Regions from separate parts of the Neogale vison genome. Here region 1 is linked to region 2. Evidence: chromatin contacts called from public Hi-C data. All regions are on one chromosome and are shown on one strand. The core of a region is the stretch at or near the end of the contact, and the rest is flanking DNA. Distances in the headings are between cores, read along the strand shown.

The links. A called contact is a pair of places that touch in the nucleus more often than the background predicts.
Region 1: a Hi-C map of tongue shows a contact between it and region 2, with 7 times the contacts expected there. The contact joins the enhancer-like site here to the promoter of IRF1 in region 2. A contact is called at or near these places in 3 of 3 Hi-C or Micro-C datasets (fibroblasts, muscle and tongue).

The regions. Positions count from the first base shown.
Region 1 is chr1:246,150,333-246,155,676 of ASM_NN_V1, reverse strand. It overlaps SLC22A5 (solute carrier family 22 member 5), which reads left to right. Exons shown (of 10, transcript XM_044227976.1): 4 at 746-917; 5 at 2,076-2,202; 6 at 4,101-4,201. Among named protein-coding and RNA genes, the nearest start is that of SLC22A5, 15 kb to the left of the region's middle. Within about 2 kb of position 3,571, the one cell type or tissue checked has open chromatin away from gene starts, as enhancers often do. A contact at or near this core is called in fibroblasts, where this site is marked.
Region 2 is chr1:246,044,190-246,049,031 of ASM_NN_V1, reverse strand. IRF1 (interferon regulatory factor 1) reads right to left here and starts at 2,525. Exons shown (of 10, transcript XM_044227988.1): 1 at 2,292-2,525; 2 at 1,134-1,225. The coding sequence starts at 1,220.

The sequences.
Region 1 (5,344 bases), core at 2,322-4,821, 110 kb before region 2:
TTTACTAGAATTCACCCAAGATCATCTGTGGAAAAATGGGACCTTCCCAGATCTGAGGTTGCTGAGGAAAGATAAGAGACATGATATAAGGAGCAAGGGCCACGAATGGCAGGCCCGCCAAGAAAGAAGGCTGCCTCTTCTGCATAGCATTGTGTCCAGAGAAACTGACTGACAAGAACGAATTGATGTGAATACACTTGAGTTTCAAGACCTTCAGAGTTTTAAGTCCGAGTACACACTGTGGAGCTTTGGCTTGTTCTCACTGAAGAATCACCAGTCTCACTCTCTGGAGGAATCTAACTCTAGTTTATTGATCTTTGGATTCCTTGGGTTGTATGTTGAAAGGATTGTTTCTTTCTCTTCACATTCAGTAGAATAGCCTTTTTTAAAAAAATACTTCCTTGAGTCCGCATGTGTGTGTCCTTCATGATAACTTCCCCTTTCATAAATTCTTCCTCATGTGAGGATTACACGTTGAGACCTCATGTGGCATCTTTAGCACATGGCATGAGGAAGTGATGAAATTTGCAAGACAGAACCGTTCCTGGGAAGCCTAAAATGTCACGGTGGCAGTGGGGGTGGGGGCACCCCAGCAGGTGGTCAAACTGCAGCAGGTTCAGAATCCCATCCCTCCCTAGGGCACGGCTGCTCTCTTTCCTGTATGTTGAGAATCATACAAGAGAAGATGAATAAGGAAATGACCTAAATGAAAGGACTAACATGCCTCCTCCCTTGTTTCGCACAGGAACAGAAATTCTTGGCAAGTCGGTTCGTATTATCTTCTCCACATTAGGAGTGTGCATATTTTATGCATTTGGCTACATGATGCTGCCACTGTTTGCCTACTTCATCAGAGACTGGCGGATGTTGCTGCTGGCGCTGACGGTGCCGGGGGTGCTGTGTGCGGCTCTCTGGTGGTGAGTGTCGCCTGCGCCCAGTGATGCCCACCAGCAGATGTCTTCTGTCCGTCATTCACTAGGGGGCAGCAGCAAGCCACAAATCTCTATTAAGGCTCCCAGAGACCGGAAGTAGCAATTCTTTGTAAGTCATTTCAGAATGTTTTCTCCATACTGAGAAGAGCCAAAAAGAAAACAAGACGAATTCTCAGACATCAACAGACTTGTTCTCAGTCCTGTGCTGCGCTGATCGAAGTGCAGAGAGAAGTAGTAGTAGCTGAAAGATGATGGGGTCTAGCATGACCTTCAGGAAGCGTAGGCCCTAGTTCTGGCTTGTGTTTCTGAGGCTTCACAGTGCAGGTGCTGGAAGAAGAGAGAGAGCACTGGAAGTGAGAGTCCTCAGGGTGGCCACACAGAGGAAGCCAGACTCCATATGGGCCTCCAAGATAGAGGAGTTAGGCCACCAGAGAGGAGGCCCTCCTTACCCAGAGAGGGAACACAGCAGAGAGGCTGAGGTGGGAATCGCACCTTGTAGGTGGGGTTCTTGAGATCACGGCTCCCCTCAGAGCTGAGAGCATTTCAGAGCATAATAGAAGAGAACATAGAGCATAGCATGGGTCCTGGTCATGACCAAAGGGCAGGGGCCATCGAATGACATAGGAAATAAGATCCACAAAGTCTCAAAGTCCCAGGTTCTTTGATAAACTTATGTAGGGGGTCTGACAAGTCACTTGTGTGGATCCCGTATGGGGAGTGAGGAAAAACTGTAGGCGAAGAGGTCAGTGCAGAAGCTTCTGTGGATGCTAGAGCCAAGCCAAAGAGTACAGTGGGGCAAGGGTCTGGGCCAGCCTGCACCCACCACAGAAGCCAGGCTTCTGAGCCCATCTTGTGCCTGTCTCCTCATTGTCCAGCAGGTGGCACCACCGCTCTTCAGAAATGGAGGTGGCCAGCCTGAAGAGGAGCAGGCCCCTCTAAATTTTATGCACTCCAGGATACTCAGAAGCTCACACTTTGGATCATTAGTGGGTATGGTGTGAACCATCTCTGCTTGGTCTGGAAACACCAGACATTCCCCAAACGCATGTCTGGTTCTAAAAGCCCGTTTTCCTGCCTCCACATATGTTCCACCTGGTCTGTTGGGCAGGATGGCCTCAGCAAAATGGCTCCTTGTACTTCCAGGTTCATCCCTGAGTCCCCCCGATGGCTCATCTCTCAGGGACGACTTAAAGAAGCAGAGTTGATCATCCGCAAGGCTGCCAAAATGAACGGGATTGTTGCACCCTCAACTATCTTCGAGTCAAGTGAGGTAAGCCCTGCAAGGGAGCTGGTGAGAGGGTCTCGGTGACCATGATTTTAGGGCAACACCATGCAGGAGCCCAGCCCTCTCTCTGCCTGAGCCCCAGCAGCCCCCAAGCAGGCCCTGTTAAAATTCACAAGTTGGGGAGAAGGCACCAGCTGTTAAATCTCTTCACCTTCCCTGTGGGTTTTAAGTTGTCATACTCTGTAATTCTTTTCTAGGCAATCATATAGTCAAACCATTAAGTAACACTTTGAGTAATAGGCATTTCATGAAGTTGGCATTGTGGGAAATCATTGCTTCTTAATGCCTTATAGTTTCTCATTTTAAAAGAAATATAGTACAGGGCGCCTGGGTGGCTCAGTGGGTTAAGCCGCTGCCTTTGGCTCAGGTCATGATCTCAGGGTCCTGGGATCGAGTCCCGTATCGGGCTCTCTGCTCGGCAGGGAGCCTGCTTCCCTCTCTCTCTCTCTCTGCCTGCCTCTCCGTCTACTTGTGATCTCTCTCTGTCAAATAAATAAATAAAATCTTAAAAAAAAAAGAAAAGAAAAGAAATATAGTACATAAAATATGAAGCAGAAGTAGGTTTGGAGTTAGAAATGTTTGGTCTCCTTCCACTCACCAGTCATTAGTTGCTGCATATCCCTTTGCAGCCAGGTCCTTGATATCAGCCCCTTCCCCCTACCCCACCCCTCTTGCAAACCCTGTTCTCATGCACCATGAGTAATTTCCTGGCTCTGCCTGATTCCTGGGTCTTGCTTCTCCTTCCTGTTCCCTCTCCCTCCGCCCTCTGCAGCAGGCAGTTTTTCTTAGTCTCATGACTACCACAAGAGGTTAGAAGTTGTAATTGCTGGCTGATGAGCTTCTGGAATGTGTCTCTGATCTGATGGGAAGATAAGGGACCTGCTGTGAGAACAGCCACCAGCAGTCGTACTCACGTGTGTTCAGAAGGAACATGAGAGACGCTTGGGACTCCGGATGCAGACCCAGGGCTTAGGAGAGGGAGACCAGCTACCATGGGCTCAGAGAAGCTGCTGGATTGGGCCTCACAGTTAAGTGCTGGCTCAACACCAGCTCCCACTCAACATGTTCTGGAAGGGGCTCGAAGCTCAGACGTCAGGGTAGGAGGAGGTGGCAGGGAGGGCTTTTAAGTGTGGGAGCCTTGGTGGCTTTTCATTGGGGGTTCTGTCTGGGAGAACCCAGAACCCCACTGGCATTATTGAGGAAATGAGGCTATTTCAGGGGATCCATTAAGTCAGAAGTTGACCTTTTGTTGAACTGCTAACTCGAGAAAAACAAACTCCAAAGCTGGGTTTGCTTAAGAAAGCAACATCAGTGTGTTTAGACGTGTGGTTTATTAATGTTTGTGGCTGTGCCAAATTTCATAGGAAGTAACTCTGGGTGAAGCTGAGGTCAATTTTCCTGTTTTTCTATCTGAAATTTTTTTCCTTGGAAATAGACCAGTAACTACATGGTATGAGGACTCAAAGCATTAATTCTTTTAAAATATCAGATCAATAAACTACAAAATCAGTTTCTCTCTCTGACCAGAGGGCAGGGAGCCAGCCTTGGGAAGGAATGCTCAGAGGCCTCCCTGGAATGTGGTCACTGATGGAGGCCGGAGGTAGGGCCAAGAGGCCTGGGCCTCTGCCTTGGCTGCCTCTGCTGAGGGGCTGGTCACCACTTTTTCTCCTTATTCTCGTTCACTAATGGGTCATTGACAAGGCCTGGGGAAGCCTTACGCATCTCAAGGTGCACCCACTAAACTTACTCTTCTTTCAAAGAAACATAAAACCCTGGCCAACTCAGAGACACAGAAAGCTAAGGTGCTAGGCTTTTGGGTTTATTATTGGATCCCTGAGTCTCCAGCCTCTCCCTCCCATGCCCTTGTCATATCGTTCGTGCAGCTGCAAGACCTGAGTTCTGAGAAGCAGCAGTCCCACAGCATCCTGAATCTGCTTCGAACCCGGAATATCCGAATGGTCACTGTCATGTCCATAATCCTGTGGTGCGTAAGTGAGACCTACCTGAAGCTTCCAGACAAAGCGTCTGGCAGTGGCTGCCAGGCTTCTCATTGGCAAATGTGTCTCAGACCAAAACTGAAGATCTGTGTCATCAAAAGTGGAAAGGAGCTGCCATGCAATGAGAAAAGTGGGCATATCATAATTCTGAGCTCGATGGAATCTCAGAAAAGGAGTATGAAATCTGTTGGGTTTTTGGGAAGCTGTGGAGTCTTCAGGGAATCCTTCTAGGTCATGAGACAGATCCTTGGTCACTGTGGGCCCTAGTTTGTTTCTGTCCCCTGTGCTTTAGACAGTGACTGAAGATCCTTTAAGAAGGATCTAAGTGAAACCATTATGTCCTTTCCATTACAGAGACTGCTGAGTACTGTCTGGAAATGTGGAAGCAGGACATCCTCACTCTGGGATGTTCAGAGACTGTCCTGGAGGCAGGGCTGTGGCTCCTTCTAAGGAGGCATTTCGCCAAGTGTGTCAGAAGGGCATTTGTGAGTTACCAGAGAGAGGGGACACAACCTAGTGCCTCAGTAGCATTTGCTCAAGGATTCTAGCATTTGCATTCTAGCATTCTAGCAAATGCTAGAATCCTTAGGATTCTAGGAGAATACCTGAGCCTGCTGGATGACAAAGGCAGACTTCATCCCTGAGTCCTTATTACTAGAGTCATCTAGCTTTGGGCCAGCCAGCTCTTTGGCTTACTGAAGGGGTTACTGTGAGTCACTTATTTCTAAGGAATGGCCCAGGATCCCTCAGGGTAGTGCACCACCCTTTCGTTGGCCTCAGACGGGACCAGCATTCAGCCTGCCCAGCAGACCGGCAAGCCTGCGATGAGTCATTTGTTCTGTGGTTCAATCAGGTGCTCCTCCAGCCCTGGATTCCCCAGGGACTCCTGGACATTTACTTTCCCCAGATGGCACCAACTGTGGTTTCAACGTGCAGATGAGTTAAAAACCTCTAATCCATAAAGGTCTGGTGTGCCAAAGAGTGTTTATCATCGGCAGACAGACTGCCTGCTAGAGATGGGGTCCGGGCCTGGGATGCCAGGAAGCATGTGGATGAGGGGTGATGTGGCCCTGCCACTGGGGGCCCCTCCCCTTCTCCACGAGTACAGTGGGGTTGGGGCCTGCTGCCTC
Region 2 (4,842 bases), core at 1,276-3,775:
AAGAACGGCTTAAACAGACAACTGTATAGCTCTCAATCTCTCAGTAGGGGCTCTGGGTTCTGAAGAGCTATGGCAACATCAGCTCAGCAAAGGTCTCCCTCTGCCTGTTACAGATGTGTGGGACACACACAGAGCACATTGGGATGCTCTCTGGCTTTCAGCACCAACATGGAAGGGAGGACTCCATCCATCATACAGGACTGCTTAGGACACCTGGGACCACTGGCTCCTACACAGGGGGTCCTGGCCATATACCTGAGGGAGCCCTCTGCCAGTCTTCGATGCTGACTACCTGTGTGACACTGGCACTGTCACTATACCTCTTGGTCCCTCACTGGTCTCTGTGAAACGAGGAATCACAGTGACAAATATAAAGACTAAGCCCCACTTTTGTCATGACTGGTGGTTAACGCTATGGATTTTTGAGTCTGACTATTCAGGTTCAAATCTTGGCTTTATCACTTCTTCTGTGAACTCACGGTCTACCTTTCAGGGCCTCAGTTCCCTTATGTGAAAATGGAGATACTAATAGGATCTACTTCACAGGGCTACTGTGAGGACTCAGTGATGCAATATAAGTAAAAGACTTATCACAGTGTCACACTTGCTTGTAGGGAGTGTACCCTAAGCATGAGCTATCATTATTAATATTATTATTACTACAAGGTCTGCAGGGTCTGTGTTGCCGTTTGTGCACCAGCATGAGGTTTCCTGGCCCTGGGCCAATGGTGCAAGGTTAATTTTTGGGTCTGCTGCTGAACCAGCCATACTTCTTGTCACTAGTGCCCACTTCTCTGTCTCCTAGCTTCCGGGAACCCTGTAGGATGCTGTGTGTTTGTAGTCTCCCTCAGAAGAGATCAGAACTTCTGGCTCTGCAGATGCTGGGAGCGTCCTGCTGCTAGAAACTGTCAGTGCCCTCAGGTGAGTGCCTCCTCCACTCCGAAAAAGGAAGGCAGAAGTTGCTTAAGTGCAGTCCAAGGCTGGGTCTTGCATCCCCCCTGCACGCAGGACCCACTGGGAAGCACATCTGCCTCCTCCCCATCACTTCCCTTTTTGAGCTGTATCTGATCCCTTGGTCCCCCAAAGAACATGTGTTAAAATAGCAGCAGAAAAACCCAAAAGGTTACACTCACTTTATTGATCCAGATCAGCCCTGGGATCTGGTTGGAATTAATCTGCATCTCTAGCCAGGGTCTCATGCGCATCCGAGTGATGGGCATGTTGGCTGTAAAGAGAAAACAGAGGCTCTGGTTTGGAGTCTGTAGAGCAGCCCCTTAGGCACTACTTGCCGGCTATCTATCACCACCCCTACCCCCACCCCTCCAAGGACATTCAGTTACTTTCCTATGCCTTCCACCAGGTACCAAGTACTACAATCATGGGGGAAGGGGCTTTCACGGTTATAAAGCTGCCCTCCAAATATTTTCAACATCTTGGGTAAAAACACTTAAGCCCCTTCCCCCACACTCCTCTAAACACTCTTGGGAGGAGACAGGAATGCAAGTGATAGTTTCAGGATTTATGTGCAGGAAAAACAGATAAAATACACAGATATCTTAATAGCAGAACTTTCCTCCCAAATTCAAATCCTTTGGGAAGGGAGAGGCTTCTTTTGGTTGATGCCAATAAATTCCCCTACTTGAGTTTCTGCCACTACCACTAGCTGTGCACCTTCCCTAGTGGCAGGCAGTCACCCCGCACTCTACCCGTCACCCCCACCCCACCCCCATTTAATCTACGCTGCTCCAGACAAGGTACCCCTCCGGCCCTGCTCCCTTCCTCCGCTTGGTAGCCGAAGGAACACCTGTGGCGCCTCTTCCAAAGCCCCAGCAGGTCTGCCAGCCATCCAGGGCATCAAGTCCCAGCCCCCAACACCTGCACATACGGCCAGAAACCTAAGGCCTGGGCGCAGAGCTGGGACCGCGGAAAGCCCGCGCGAGAAGCACGGGGCGCCCACGCGCGGACGTACACTCAAGTCCCCGGCACCGCTCACGAATGCGCGCGACAAACCTACCGAGCCACCCAGAAGGCCGGGTGGCTCCGCGCACAGAGATCTGCGACAGCGGCAGGGCGCCGGCAACCTCGGCTCGTGGGCGGTCCACGCCGCGCGGCCCGCCCTCCCCGCGCTGCCGCTCGCCGCTCCTCCAGCGCCCTCCCGAGACCGCGCGGGGGCCCAGGCAACGCCGCGCGCCCGCTACTCTCCCGGCTGGGGTTGTCGGCCCCCACTTCCTGGTGCCCTGCGCGCCTTTGTTCGACGCCACCGGTCCCCCCCGCAGCGAAGGCGGGCTCACCTCTGCAGCGGGCGCGATCCAGCGGCGGCGCCCGAAAGTCCTGGCGCGGCTGGGGCAGCTGTGTCCGCGCCGGGAGCGCAGTTCCGGGAGGTAGCGCGGGAAGGCAGAGGATGCCCGGGTCGAGGGGCCGTTGGGCACGGCTGGCCTTGGCTTGGCACAGCTCCTGCTGGCCTCTGCTCGACCGGGTTTAGGCGCACGTCCTGCCTCGACGAAGGAGTGGCGCGCTCTGCCGGGGCAGCGGCGCCGGCGAGAAATCTAAACACTTAGCGGGATTCCCCCAACCCAGGCCCGGCCCCGCCTCCTAAAGAGCCGCGAGGGCGCCTATTGGTCGGTGCCGCCCCATCATTTCGGGGAAATCAGGCTGTTGTAGAGCTAGCGGCGAAGGGGAAGTACAGGGCGGCTGCTCCTCCCCACCCCCTCCGGCCCGGCGCCGCCGCCCTGGGGCGACCGCGGGCCCGCCCCGTCCGCTCCCACTCCACCCCCACACCAGCTACCCGGGAGAAAGCTGTCCTGGAAAGACGAAGGCCCCCGGCCCGCAGTTACTCCCCTCACTCCGTATTCTCCCAGCCTGCTTGATCCTGTGGCCAACTCTTCACCCTCCTCTCCTGGGGGTGGGGGACTTCTGTCTTCTGAGCGCAGGTGAGGTGGTTACCCGGGCACCTGCCGTCCTCTTCAGGGTGAACATACCGGGATTGAATCCCCGTAAACTAGCCTGGTTCCTCAAGCCTGCTCATGCTGTGCCGAGAAAGAAGGGCCTGGGCCCTCATACTCCCCCTTCTCGAGCAGTGACCCACCTCTAGGGCACTCACCTCCATTGACGAAGTAAGGGAAAGCCTAATCTGCCTGGGGGTTCTGCCTGGGGTGCTGCCTGGGGCTGCCGGAGGAGAGGAAATCCCGGTTTGGTCGCTGTAGGTGCACCTGACATGGGACTGGGAACTTCAGTCTCCTCAACTATAAAATAAGAAGCCCAATCTCGCTGGTTTACAGCGACGGAGAAATTATGTCTGTAAAACAGCCTGCCGCACTTGGGGACAGCAGGTGCTCGCGGCTTTTGAGGTCCCTGCCCAGAGACTAACAATGGCAGAGAGGCACCTCCCCCTCTTGTGGGTCTACATCCTCGGAACTGCTATTCAGCTGACTTTAGGGAAAGGAAGGATTTCAGAGAAGCCACGACTGTTGAGTTGGGGTAGGGCTTGGGTAGCTAGCACTCCAGTCTTAGGCCACGTACACAGCCTCACACGGCCCTTGCATTGGGAGCTCCTTTGTAGCTGCATTGGTATTGCCTGGCGTCCTCAGCAGAGAGATTCTGGGCAGCATGGGGGAAATTGCTTAGGGATGGCCAAGGCCATGGATGTGGCCAAAGAGTTGAGGAACCCAGGTCCCAGGCTCTTGGGAAGGGCAACTACTTAACTATTGTGCTTTAAAATAGACCTTGCCGCACTTGTACTCCTAGAGACTGGACTGAGTGTTCCTTTTCCATCCAGAACTCTGGCCCAGCAGGTTCCTTCCTCACCTTCCCCAAAGCTGCTGACTCAGAAGTCAATTGCTCCCCCAGGCTGGGCTGGTCCTGTCATTCCCCTCACCCAGCTCTCCCTTCACAGCAGCAGCACCCAGTTGCAATGGTGCAGGCTATAAATAGACTCGTTGATGCAGCATTCCACCTGTCAGTCACTCTACTGACTCCCTCCCACAGAGGAAATGGATGGGTTAATCCAATTCTGGTGCACTAGAATCTGATGCTATGATAACGCGAAGCTTGGTTCCCAAGACACCAGCAAGAATGGGTCAGAGCGGTTTCCCAGAGTGCGGTGGGTACAGTCACTTAGAGAGGCAAAAAGGCAGGAGGAACTGCAAGGAAGGAGCCTAGCTGGTTGTTAAGAAAAATGGAAGAAGATCCAGAAGCCCAGCAAGGCATAGAAGGGTTGGGGTGCTTTAAATGGCAGACGGAGTGGTAACCCACTACAGAAATCAAGACCTTCGGAGCCAGAAGAGCAGAAAGCAGGTGGCTCCTGAGTTGTGAAGTCTGTTCTCTATGCAGCAAATGGATGCTTGTCCTGTCTCTAAGAACCTGATATAGTGAATGGAAAATTCAAAATGAGATCAGGGAAAGGAAGTTTGCACCTCATGTGTCTCATAAATTGATCAGAATGACCCTTTAAAGGCAATAGGAGCCTGTAAAAAGTGCTTTAAAACAAGAACTTTATTTTAATTCACAGATAATCATCTGTATCTGTATATCTTTCCATGTCATGAAGTGTACTTCTACAATACAATTTGTAATGGTATATTTTATTCTCTAATAAGGATAAATAAAAACTTACTGATTAATCTCCTGTTGTAGGATATTTAGGTTATTTCCATATTTTCCTAATACAGACAACAATGTGTAGCTAAATCTTGCCCATGTCAATTTTTTTGCTTAGGAGAAATTCCCCAATGTTAGAATTTACTGATGAAATTGTCATTTACATATTTGAAGGGGTGTTTGACCTTTTTTTTCTTTTTAACTTCTAAGTCTAGGGATTCTTTTTTGATATTGAAGCCTGTAGGA